Linked DNA regions of Mus musculus: regions 2 and 3 are each linked to region 1. Evidence: chromatin contacts called from public HiChIP or PLAC-seq data. All regions are on one chromosome and are shown on one strand. The core of a region is the stretch at or near the end of the contact, and the rest is flanking DNA. Distances in the headings are between cores, read along the strand shown.

The links. HiChIP or PLAC-seq counts read pairs in DNA pulled down with a chosen protein or histone mark.
Region 2: an H3K27ac HiChIP or PLAC-seq map of regulatory T cells shows a contact between it and region 1, with 5 times the contacts expected there. The contact joins two enhancer-like sites. A contact is called at or near these places in 1 of 15 datasets of contacts at CTCF or cohesin (the NIH/3T3 cell line), 2 of 484 Hi-C or Micro-C datasets (the N1E-115 cell line and bone marrow-derived macrophages) and 8 of 115 datasets of contacts at active chromatin or transcription factors (craniofacial prominence, embryonic basal ganglia, embryonic hindbrain and 5 more).
Region 3: an H3K4me3 HiChIP or PLAC-seq map of forebrain shows a contact between it and region 1, with 5 times the contacts expected there. The contact joins the promoter of Maml3 here to the enhancer-like site in region 1. A contact is called at or near these places in 11 of 39 promoter capture datasets (the 3T3-L1 cell line, 3T3-L1-derived adipocytes, the HPC-7 cell line and 6 more), 3 of 15 datasets of contacts at CTCF or cohesin (CD8 T cells, the NIH/3T3 cell line and pro-B cells), 9 of 484 Hi-C or Micro-C datasets (the Ba/F3 cell line, the HL-1 cell line, the N1E-115 cell line and 6 more), 29 of 115 datasets of contacts at active chromatin or transcription factors (the 230-238 cell line, the NIH/3T3 cell line, T-cell acute lymphoblastic leukemia and 21 more) and 1 of 9 other capture datasets (pancreatic islet).

What each region holds. Positions count from the first base shown.
Region 1 is chr3:51,748,203-51,751,977 of GRCm38.p6, reverse strand. The region is part of intron 2 of Maml3 (mastermind like transcriptional coactivator 3); the gene reads left to right. Among named protein-coding and RNA genes, the nearest start is that of Gm46803, 42 kb to the right of the region's middle. Within about 2 kb of position 1,752, at least 123 of the 459 cell types and tissues checked have an H3K27ac peak or open chromatin away from gene starts, as enhancers often do. A contact at or near this core is called in CD8 T cells, the N1E-115 cell line, acute myeloid leukemia and 17 more, where this site is marked.
Region 2 is chr3:52,168,700-52,172,474 of GRCm38.p6, reverse strand. It overlaps Gm30074 (a long non-coding RNA gene), which reads left to right. Exons shown (of 3, transcript XR_867257.3): 3 at 807-1,394. Among named protein-coding and RNA genes, the nearest start is that of Gm30074, 9.5 kb to the left of the region's middle. Within about 2 kb of position 1,699, at least 15 of the 459 cell types and tissues checked have an H3K27ac peak or open chromatin away from gene starts, as enhancers often do. A contact at or near this core is called in regulatory T cells, where this site is marked.
Region 3 is chr3:52,103,169-52,106,943 of GRCm38.p6, reverse strand. Maml3 (mastermind like transcriptional coactivator 3) reads left to right here and starts at 1,938. Exons shown (of 5, transcript NM_001004176.2): 1 at 1,938-3,265. The coding sequence starts at 2,801.

The DNA of each region.
Region 1 (3,775 bases), core at 503-3,002:
TCAGGATGGCAGCTTATCACCACCCAACAGTCTTGTTCAGAGGTAACCTGATTAATACCATTAGTCTCTTTTGTGCCCCTTCAAGGATTTTTCCCTTAAACAGTATTTCGAGGACAAATCCTTCAGTAGCACTTTAAAATTAAGAACTCCCGTGTTTCTAGTTACAGAAATAAACAAATAAAGGGCTGTTGAGATGTGTGAATGAAGGGGCAGATCGCTAAGCGTTGCCTCTGGCACCGGGTAGCCATATTGTTCTCCCTGGTTGAGACCTTTTCAGATAATACTCCGCAGTGTGACTCCAGCCAGCTACAGCCTCGCAACCGCATGCAACCTGTTCCTGCCAGTGGGGATCGCCACACTCCATGTGAAAACAAAAGGGCACAGTTTCCACGCTCAGGTTCTCTCCTCAGGAGTACCACAGTCCCTGAGTAAGCAACAGAGCCCTTTCATGCCCACTGACGGCCATGCCGGCAGAATCCAGAACGCAGCTCTGCCTTCTGCTTTATTTTGTGCCTGGAGCCCTCTGGACATACTATGTAATATTTTCATGTAAATAGCAAAGCCCCAGCCACATCTTTGAGAGCAGCATTTAACACCACCCCAAAAGACCCAGAAGCTCTTAAGCACACATGCCTGCCCTCTGGGGACATGTGGCAGGGTGGCTGCTCTCAGCCCTGGCCTCTGAGCTTGCGTTCTCAAGCCAAGCTCCTCAGCCCCTGAAGAACCATTCTTTCAAGGCAGCAGAGGAAGGCGGTGGAGAGCCTCCCACATCCGATGACAGAGGGGAGTGCTGTGTGCACAGCAAGCGTAGCCCACCACAGAGACTGAAGGAACTGGGGTCCTCTCAGGAGGCGAGGGCCGCAGATATAGGTCACAGGTCACAGATATAGGTCAATAGTGGAGGGTGGTTGTTGTTGTTGTTTTTCGAGACAGGATTTCTTTGTATAGCCCTGGCTGTCCTGGAACTCACTCTGTAGACCAGGCTGACCTAGAACTCAGAAATCCACCTGCCTCTGCCTCCCAAGTGCTGGGACTAAAGGCGTTCGCCACTATGCCCAGCAATAGTGAAGCTCTTGCCTAGAAAGTAAGGAGTCTTTCAAACACATGGGGGAAAAAAATGCCACCGTTAGGCACTATGTGGGACAGGAATGAAATCTTAAAACTACTGCAAGTGCATCAAGAAAGGACATGCACATATCACACACACAGCATCCTCACCATACCACAGCAAGCATACAACACACACATACACACACCACACCGAACGCATACACATCACACATACATGTATATATCACATTCACCATATATACACACACATACACAACACATATACCCCTTCCCCCAACACACACACAGGAAATGGACATGCTCACCCAGTAGCAACTGGAGATCTCACACACACACACACACCAGGTACAAGACATACCCATAGCTCGCCCCCCAAACACACACACAAACAGAGGAAATGGCAGTATTCACCCAATAGCAGCTGAAGGACATAGACACACAGACACACATACATGCACAGACACACATATTCATATCCCACCCTCACACACACAGAGGAAATGGCAGTGCTCACATAGTAGCAGCTAGGGGTCATAGGCACAACAGAGGGAGAGGGAGAGAAAGAGAGAGAGAGAGATGTTATTGGGTGTTTGCCCAATAGCAGCTAGAGGTCACAGAGAGGTCATGGAGACAAAGTCCCAGCAGACTGAGGTTAAGTCACACCAGGAAGAGATGAGGGGTGAGTGACCCAGGGCCCTACTTGGTTGTTCCTCAGCAGACACAGGACTCTCACTGTCCTTGGAGTGGAATTGGCTCAGCCCCTGAGCCTGTGACTTGCCAGGATTGCATGGAATGCCATTGGAGATGCGAGACAATTTTAGAAACAGGAAATTGGAAGTGTGCTGCTTAAAATACTTGGGGCTGTGTGTACAAGAGAAGAGAGGGTCTGTGCATGTCTCAGAAGAGCGCTTGTGTGGACGCACCCAGGCTGGCTTGCGGGCAGCCAGGGCAGCCGGGAGGCATCAGGCTGGCCTGGCCTTGTCAGCTCCTGTCTTCCACAGAGACTGGCTTGTTTGGCATAGCCATTTTCTTTGCTTCAGAGTCAAAGCTGTCTGCCCCTTTTCTTCTCTCCTCCTGCACTGGCGGCGGCGGGGGTGGGGTGGGGACGTTGTTATATGTGGATACTCGGAAAAATAAACATGCATTTTAATATCCATGCTCCCCCACAGTCAGCAAGCGATTTCTTCCACCCAGGTGGAAAAAGGATAGGGCCTCTCTGACATGCTGGTTAGTCTGAAAACAGGCCGCTAAATGCATAATGAACAGCCTCAGAGGAGTCAATCTGCATGTTAAAATGGTGTTCAGCAGCCCAGGCTGTCACACAACATAATTTGAAGATGAATGTGCATCCAATCAGACGGCCGTTCGCTGACTGCAGAGTCCTGGCTATTAGGATTACCTGTCTGCTGGGTGGCCCCCAAATCTGTAGTGAGATGAATGGGGGTCCCCCTCAACCCTACCCAGATTTGCTAGAGCCAGACTAAGGTCAACATACAGATAACCTAAAGAGGACCCCAGCATAAAGACATGCTAGAGTCGGGAGATGGGCAGTGATGACAGAGAGGTATTTAGCCTGGCATTCAGTAGTTTTGAGCAGGTCTGCAACAGCAGGTCCTGCTGGCCACAGGCGTGGCTGGAGCCAGGGCCCGCCCGTCACTGCAGTTACAGCCTTCGCATGAATGATGCGCAAACCTCACTTTTGTCTCTGAGCGTTTGACACCAATTAGGACCTGACTCCAGGGGCAGAACTTCACAAGTACATGAGGAACACTGGAAAAATGAGGCTACAGACCAGAAATGAGCCATCTGCCTGGTAAAAACTGTATCCTCGAGGTAGCATTTACATGGGGACACCGGGCAGCGTGTCACTCATTGTCCCTTCCCACAGCTCCACAGCACAAAGGGGATTTCGGAGCCATGTTGCCTTTAAGGCCCTGTACTTGGAAAGCCTGCATGAACCTTTTTTTTTTTTTTTTTTTTTTTTAATTCTAAATGCCTGCTGGAGCTGCAGCTAAATGCCAAGCCCTGGGGAAGGCTTCATATTCGCTGCAGGTTTCATGCCTTGCTCCCGTCTTGAGGTTCCCAAATACTGAAAATAGGCAGCCTAAAGCCAAATTTGGGGCGTAGGAAATAGCAGTAAATAACATTATAAGGTCCTTCCTTGGTGGCGTCAAATCCTCTTCCGAAAGAAGGAGGGGGGGACAAATGGAACCCAGGTGCCAAAAGCCACAGGCTCTGCAGCAGAGCAATCTGCCTGCAGAGAAGCTGGATACAGTTTCTCCATGGGTTCCAGGCACACTGACTCTTGCCAGCCCCCCTACAGCTGCTCCCTGGCCAGCTTGACCTTTCATTACAGGCCAGCCAAACAAGCTAGCAGGAAGGCCACCTACGTTTAGTGGGTGTATGTTGGTCTAAGAGCCCTGTTCATTTGGCAGAACCCTCTAAAGAAGCCTATCCAACAGACAATTAAGACCTAATGCATCTATTTCTTTGTCCTCATGAACTGAAGTTGTCATTATGTCTAGTTGGTTAAAAAGAAAAAAAAATTCGTGGGATTATTCCAGAAAATGTCTTTTGAAACTGAGTTGACTAATTGTGTTAGTCAGCTTCGCATTACTATGACAAAATACCTGATGCATTCAACTTATAAAGAGAAAAGGTTTGCTTTTCCTCACAGTTCTAGAGATTTCTGTCTAAGCCAAGA
Region 2 (3,775 bases), core at 450-2,949, 420 kb before region 1:
TGGCCTTCAGCTGGTAGACAGCTGTTCATGGAACATCTTAGCCTCCACACCTGCAGGAATAAATCCCTCATGTGAAATAACTCTCTCCGTGCTCCTATACACACATATAGCTAGGTATAAATGATACAGATATCATTTATAGATACAGATTATACATGTGGGTGATACAGGTCATATATGAGCTTGAAACCATGTGCCCAGCCCCCAGAACCCATATTGTAGAAAGAGAGAACTGATTCTGCAACGTGTCTTCTGACCATGCCATGCGCTTGTTAAATCACATACACACACAAAATAAAATAAATGTGAACCCAAACCAAAAGGCCTGGTAATTCAAAAATACTACCATTCAGGTAGCATGGGGTTCACTGTTAAAAGAAGCACCTGCCAGTGCTTGTCTTAGGGAAAGAAGGAAAGAAGGTGGAGGTGTCAAAATCCAGAAGCTTGGTGACATCTTGCAGCAGGAGCATGGGCCTCTGGGAGTCACATGCCCAGCCGGCATCAGTGACAGAGGCAGATAGCACCAGGCTGGTCCCTGTGAGCATGAGACAAACTAAGTCCTGGATTCCCTTCCAACTGCGGGCAAGCACTGCATCCGTCTCCCGGGAGCTGCATTTACAGATCCATGCTAGCACAGCTGGCTTTTACAAGGTGTCAGGGATCAAGCAGCAAGCACTTTACCAGTTGAACCCTCTCCCTGGTCTTCTTTGTGGGGTGTTTGGTTGGTAGATGTGTTTTTAAGCTCAGGTTGATGTCTACGTTTCTATGCAACTAAAGGTGACTTCACTCTTTGGTTCTGCTTCCAGCTCCCTGTGCTGAAACTACAGGGTAGACCACCACAGAATGCGATGCTGGGGATTGAACCCAGGGCCTCATACCTGCTTATCCATCACTCTGCCAACTACAGTCCTGGAAGAGTATATTCTGTAAGCAATAAATGTCAGAACTGTCAAGTATGCTCTGATGAACTTTGGTACGGCCAATATTAAGCAATACAGCCCCTTGTGTCAACACCCTGAGAAGGCTCTACTTTTCAAACAAGATTAAAAGCAAAGCGATGACGCTATTAAGCCATGAATTCATTTTGGGCTTCTTGTTAGCGGTAGGTCTTCTATTAATAAACCAGTAATAAATAACAATTGTTCCAAATAACAATAAACTTCTAGGGGAAAATAGAGATCTAGAAATTAGTCACAACTGACTTGGGGCATGCTGGAAATTATGAATACACTCTAATTTAAACTAAGTGCTTTACAGTTTTTTTAAAATTTGCTCACATCTATCTTGTTATTTAATCCTCATAGAAATTGAGTGGCGAGTTTTGGCTAATCATTCAGATGTGCATATCAAACTCACACACAGCACGCATACCCACACTCCCCACACACACAAGAGAGAGACAGACAGACAGAAACAGAGAGACAGGAAGCCAGAGACCGAGAAAAACACACAGCGACAGTTACCCTTGAGCCACAAAGAGTTTGGTAGGTTCGCCAAGTTTTCGATGGTAGAACAGGGTGAGGGGTCCAAGCTTTCTGAATCCCATAGGGTGGGGACCAAGTGTATCCCTGTGTGATGTCCTTAACACAGCCAGGTCAAGGGCCAATCTATGTCACGGGCCAGTCCTAGGGCCTTCCCCTGGGCTATGTGTGGATGTTAACCTTAAGCTAAAAACAGGAAGTGGAGAGAGTCATCCTGGATGGCTTCATGATCATGCCCCTTGAGACTGTTCTCCTACAGAGACCCCCTACTAGGTTTAGCTAACCCAGGTCCCCTTCATGTCATACATGATAAATGTGCTGAGTGTCGGGCATGCTGATGTGTCTCCATTTGAGGGCCTGTCTCGCCTGATCTTGACTTTACATTATTGTCTGACTATCGTTCATCGTTTTTTCCTTTCATATGAAACCTGCCCAGTCTACAACGTTACTTGCATGTATGTTTTCCGGGCTGACCATTTGGTATTGGGCAACCAGCTGACGTGCTCTTTCCTGGGGAAGACTTTTGCCTGCTCTCAGCTTCCTTAAGGTGTCTACAGGTCTTTGTCTAGGCTTGAGTCTCCTTGGGCTTTTCCCCCTTCCATGTTAGCATGCCTGTTGGTGTTTGTACAGGTCAAGTTGAGGCAGCCATGTTTCTCATCCAGAAAACTTGCCTTTGCAAGAGATGGAGGCCATTATGGAAAACCACAACCAATCAAAATGCAGAGTTGTGGAGCCCAGTCCCAATGGCTACATCTATAGTCAAACTCTTGCGTCCAAGGCTCAGGAGTCACCGTGGAAGAGGGGCGTACACTGTAAGAGCCAAAGGAACAGGGGGTTGCTGTAAGGTTGTGTGTCCCAGAAGCATCTGTCCTTCCTGAAGTCCGGTTTCTGGGACCCTGCCTCTTGGACTGAGGCACCACAGCCACCCAGTGCTACTTCTTGGTCATGTTTCAGCAAATATAAGCAGGGAGTATTGCCTCCTATTTCTTCCATGCAGTGGTGAAAGCTATCCTTCTAGGCAATACATGTGAAATGTGCCACACAGACTATTGGAAAACAAGCCACAGTAATAAAAACGATGTCTAATATTTGTTGCTTCTATGTCCTAAACACCTTTCTTTATGTAACCCCTAGAAATAGCTATAGGAATGTGTATTTCTTATAACTCCTTGTTAGGAATGAATAAAGAGAGCTTCAGGTGAGTTCCAAAGCTACTTGGCCTATCTTGATGTGGCAGTGCACACCATAACCTCAGCTTGGAGGGGGACAATCCCTAGGAATTCTAGACAAGCCCGGGGCTACAGAAAGAGTCTGAAGCCAGCCTAGAAAACATAGTAAAACTCTGTCTCAAAAAAAAGATCAAATTACTTTAATTGAAATCAAGCCACTTGTCTGGTAAATTACAGAATAAGGGTCAGTGAGGGGTTGTCTGATCCCAACGCCACTCTCCTCCCCGCTCTTAGCTGCAGGCTCAGAACCTGCTCTACCTGCGGATCCATCCTGTCTTTCTTGAATTCAGAGTATCTGAGAAGAGTGTGAGGACACAGTCTCCCGTAAAGAGCATGAGGTTATGACCTAACACCTAGGAAAGGGAGACTCACTCTGAAGCTTTCATTTGCTGTGCAGTTGTGATGTAAACCTTTCTTCCCATGATTAACAGAGCCTGACTGCATCAGGCACGGCCTCCTCCGCGGCATTGACCTCTGGTTTGCCTCCATTAGAGCAGGTTACCAGAAGGGTAGCCATTGACCAGAAAAGCCGCCCTTTCCTCTGACGTTAATATCCGTAAGTGTAAGATGCTGTATAAAGTCCTGTTATTACCTAATTAGCTGTAGTGGATAATGATTTTCATATTCTAAGCCTGAAGATGGGAAGTAAAATTCAGCGCTGGCATAGGTAGTTTTATTTAAAATCTTCATGCACAATAGGGCATATTTCCCCAACAAATAGTTCCAGGATTCCTGCTACCTTTGAGTCATCTTCAAAACACACCTAAGGCATTAATCTATTTTATAGACCTGGAACTTTCTTTATTCTGTTTAAAGTTTTACTTGTTTTCAAATTATAAAACTTAAAAGTGCCCCAAACCACAAAAGCTTCTTTATTTTGGCACTTACACCAAGTAAGCTGATTTTTCTCCCCCTCAGGATTTTTATACAATTCTTGTCTTGAGTTGATGCTTGTTAACTGAAGTGATTTTTTTTTCTGACCAACTTTTAATTTCCTGAAAGTTGAGGCTTACGGTACAGAGAAGGGGCTAAAAAAATCTAAATCAGCTCTAACGAGGTAGATGG
Region 3 (3,775 bases), core at 689-3,188, 350 kb before region 1:
AAGCTGCAAAGAAGACTGGGATCAGATCAGCTACTCAGAAGCTGCAGAAACCAGCCAAGCTACCTGGAAGAGGTTTAGGTCAACTGAGGCACCTCCAGGAAAGGACCCAGTCCAGCCTGTTGAGTTGCCTGTAGGCTGTGCAGTGTGCTCCGGGTTTCCAGCTCTTGTGAGCTGTCCCCAGGCTGTGGTGGGCTGTGGTGAGGCAGCTGTCTTTGAGTAATTTCTGCTCCAGTAAGGAACCCCTCACCCATATTCCTGTAAGTAACACCAATGAAACTCATTGGTTCTTTAAGTTGGACCTTTGATGGCATCTGTTCTCTGGTCTGTGGTGGGTTCTCTGTCTGGAATGAGTAGGTGTGTGTATCGCACCTCCCCGGGAAAAGTTTTGTCATACAAAAAACAAGGCCCAGCCTTCTTTTATTCCTGGGTACTTTAGAAAACAGGGCTGTGTTTTTACCCCCTCCCCCCCCCAAATCCATTCAAAAAGCCGTTTCATGAACACCCCACCATCGAGGTCTGTAGCCCAGGGACCCCAGAAGTGCTAGCAATTTCTGCCTTTTCATTTTTGCAGACGTCTCTGGGCAATGGTGTAAGACTGAGCCAAGGGTGTTTGAACTTTCTTGTCAGATGTTCTACTCAGTGTCTGGGTAGATAATGTGTGATAATAATTAACAAAACCTGAGATTACTTCTCTGCAGCTACTCCATTTCAATCGTGCTATTGTGAATGTGAATCCATTGAAATAAAAAAATATATCTAGTGGTAAGCTAAGCCTGCCCCCCACACACTTTTTGGCTTGTTTTTGTTTTGGTCACAACAAACTGTGAAATGCTGTGTTTTTTTTTTCTTTCTTTCTTTCTATAGTTCTAAAGCATGAAATCTGCAATCTTTCCACTTGATTTAGGCAGGACCCTTAATTGCTGCCGTCATTAGCACCTAGTGTTCAAAACAGTCTGTTTAAATGTACTGTTAGTCTCACCTCCAAGTCCCTGCTTGCTTGGTTTTATTTTTTTTCAAGGATAAATAAAACAATAATCGTCATAATAACCACAGTCGTTATGTACAGAGAAATAAATAATATCCCAAGGTTTTGTTTTGTTTTGACTGCTTAGTTCTGTTCATTGAGGAATGGGTACTTTGATGAAATTTCCAGGAGGTAAAGGTGACTGACTGCCCCAGATCTTGACAACCTTGGTTCAAACTCAAGTACCCACCTTAGAGGACTCCACAAAGCTGTCTTCTGACTTCTAAGCGTGCGTGGGGTGTGGCACTAGGCACTTCTTCCCAATAAACAAATAAACGTAAGGAAAAAAAATTATTTGAGTTAAAGAGGGTCCTAGAGTTTGAGCAAGAGTTCACTAGCAGGGTCTTCTCTGGGCCTTGAAAACAAGCCACTCGTTTGCCTATTTCATTTCACATGGGTGGGGATGACAGCTGCTGGGAAGCTGCACTGTTTCTGCCTGGTCATGCACATTTCTGCAATATAATGCATAAATGTATAACAACAACTTGGGCTCGCTGGATACCTCGCTGGGCAGAAGGAAACACAGCCAGCCTGGCGCGTCCCCGCGCACTCGCGCGCGCGCACACACACATACACGCGCGCCGCGCGCTCACTTACACACACACACACACACACACACACACACACACACACACACACACACACACACACACACGGGTCAAAAGGTGATCCACTCCTAAGATTCCCCCCAATCTTTGTTTTCCCCCCTCTTCCTGGCAGGTCGGGGCTTCCCAGCCTGGGGAGCAGCTGGATTGGGGAAGGGGAGGGGGTGGGGGGGCAAGGGAGGCGGGAGTCAGGTCGGTGCGCGCCGCGCCCGCTCCCGCCAGGGGAGAGTCCGGGCCGGGTTTTGCACCGGGTCCCCGGGCTTGTCTCACGGCCTCCAGCCGCCGCCGCTGCCGTGTTTACTGAGCTCGCGCGTCCTGATATCACTCCGCTGGCATGGAGGAGGAGGAGGAGGTGGAGGAGCGCGAGGAGGAGGAGGAGGCGGCGGCGGCGGCGAGCAGTTGATCATTGTGATGGTGGCGGAGGCGGCGGCGGCAGCGGCAGCCTGGCCGAGCATTAGTGGCTGCTCTCCGCGCGGCGTTTCGCAAAGGACTCCAGCGATCTACTTTTGCAGTCGCCTCGGACTGTCCATGTGTTTACTTGCCCAGCCCGAGGACTCGATGTCTAGGCTCCTGTGAAATGCAACTGAGCAGCCAAAGTACTTTGAGAACACGGGGCGGCATAAACACCAAAACTTTTTTGTGGAAGGAAAATGCAATAAGCAAGCTCGCCGTTTTCCGATGCGGCGTGGAGTGAGTGTGTGTCGCGCGTGTCCGCACTGGAGGCACACGCTCGTGTGTGTACATGGGGTGTGTTTTTCGGTACGTAGGGAGAAAATGCTTGCCAACCACCGGAAACCTCCTGGAATTTATTAGAAAATAATGGATTATTAAAAGGAGGCAGGCGAGGAGCGGATCTCCCCTTGAGTTGCAAGCCGATCTGCTGCCGGCTCAGTTTGTTGGGATTCTATTTGTTGATAGGTGTCTGATGGTATTCTGATAACACCCCCTTTTTTTCTCCCCTCGATCTTTACAGTTTTTTTAAGGAAAAAAAACACCCCAAAATCTCTTCCCCCTTTTTTCACCCCGTGGGGATCGCTGTTTTTTCATCCATGTGCTTGCGTCTCCCCCGCGTTCCACTTAAACTATTTTAATCCTTGGACCCAAGGAGAAGGCTGATAGGGGGTGGATTAAAAAAAAAAGTTCTTCCAAAATAGTGTGCCCCGGGAGCAGGATGGGGGATTTCGCAGCCCCCGCTGCCGCCGCGAATGGTAGTAGTATCTGCATCAACAGCAGCCTGAGCAGCAGCCTCGGCGGGGCCGGGATCGGCGTGAATACTCCCAATAGCACTCCGGTTGCTCCGAGTGGCAATCACCCCGCTGCCGGCGGCTGCGGCGGCTCCGGGGGCCCCGGCGGCAGCTCGGCGGCCGTCCCCAAGCACAGCACGGTAGTCGAGCGGCTCCGCCAGCGCATCGAGGGCTGCCGGCGGCACCACGTCAACTGCGAGAACAGGTATCAGCAGGCTCAGGTGGAGCAGCTGGAGCTGGAGCGCCGGGACACCGTGAGCCTCTATCAGAGGACCCTGGAGCAGAGAGCCAAGAAATCGGGCGCCGGCAGCGGCAAGCAGCAGCACCCGAGTAAAACCCAGCAAGATGCGGAGGCTGCCTCAGCCGAGCAGAGGAACCATACGCTGATCATGGTGAGGGCTCACTGGGGTGCGCGTTGGGGTCGGGGGCGTGGAGTTCCTGGCTTGGGGGCTGTGAGGGTCTGATTTGCACCGAGGGATGAGGTGGGATGGAGACGAAGGGTTAACGTCAACTTTTCTCAGGGTAAACGCTTTCGCCGCCGCCGCTACCTGTTAATCTGTCAGGGTTGTCAGATTTGGGGAGGAAGGGATGAGAGGGAGAGAAGCCAGTCACGACTCCAAGGGGAGGAGGGAGCTTTAGTGCCAGAGTGAGGTGCAGGAAAAGTTTCCCCCTCCTTGTCTTAGAAATCGATGCGAACCAGAGTGAACCCAGGAGTAGAAACCACGCTGCTCCTCTCCGCGCCCCGCCTTCACCTTTCTCTGTACCACCGCGCCTCCCCAGATAGGTCCCCTTTCGCCCACCCCTCTCATCACATCCGCCGGGTGCAGGGAGAAATTGATGCTGTCGCACATTCTGAGTGGGCGCCAGGCCCTGAACCCTTAGGAGGGGAAGGAAGAGTCCCT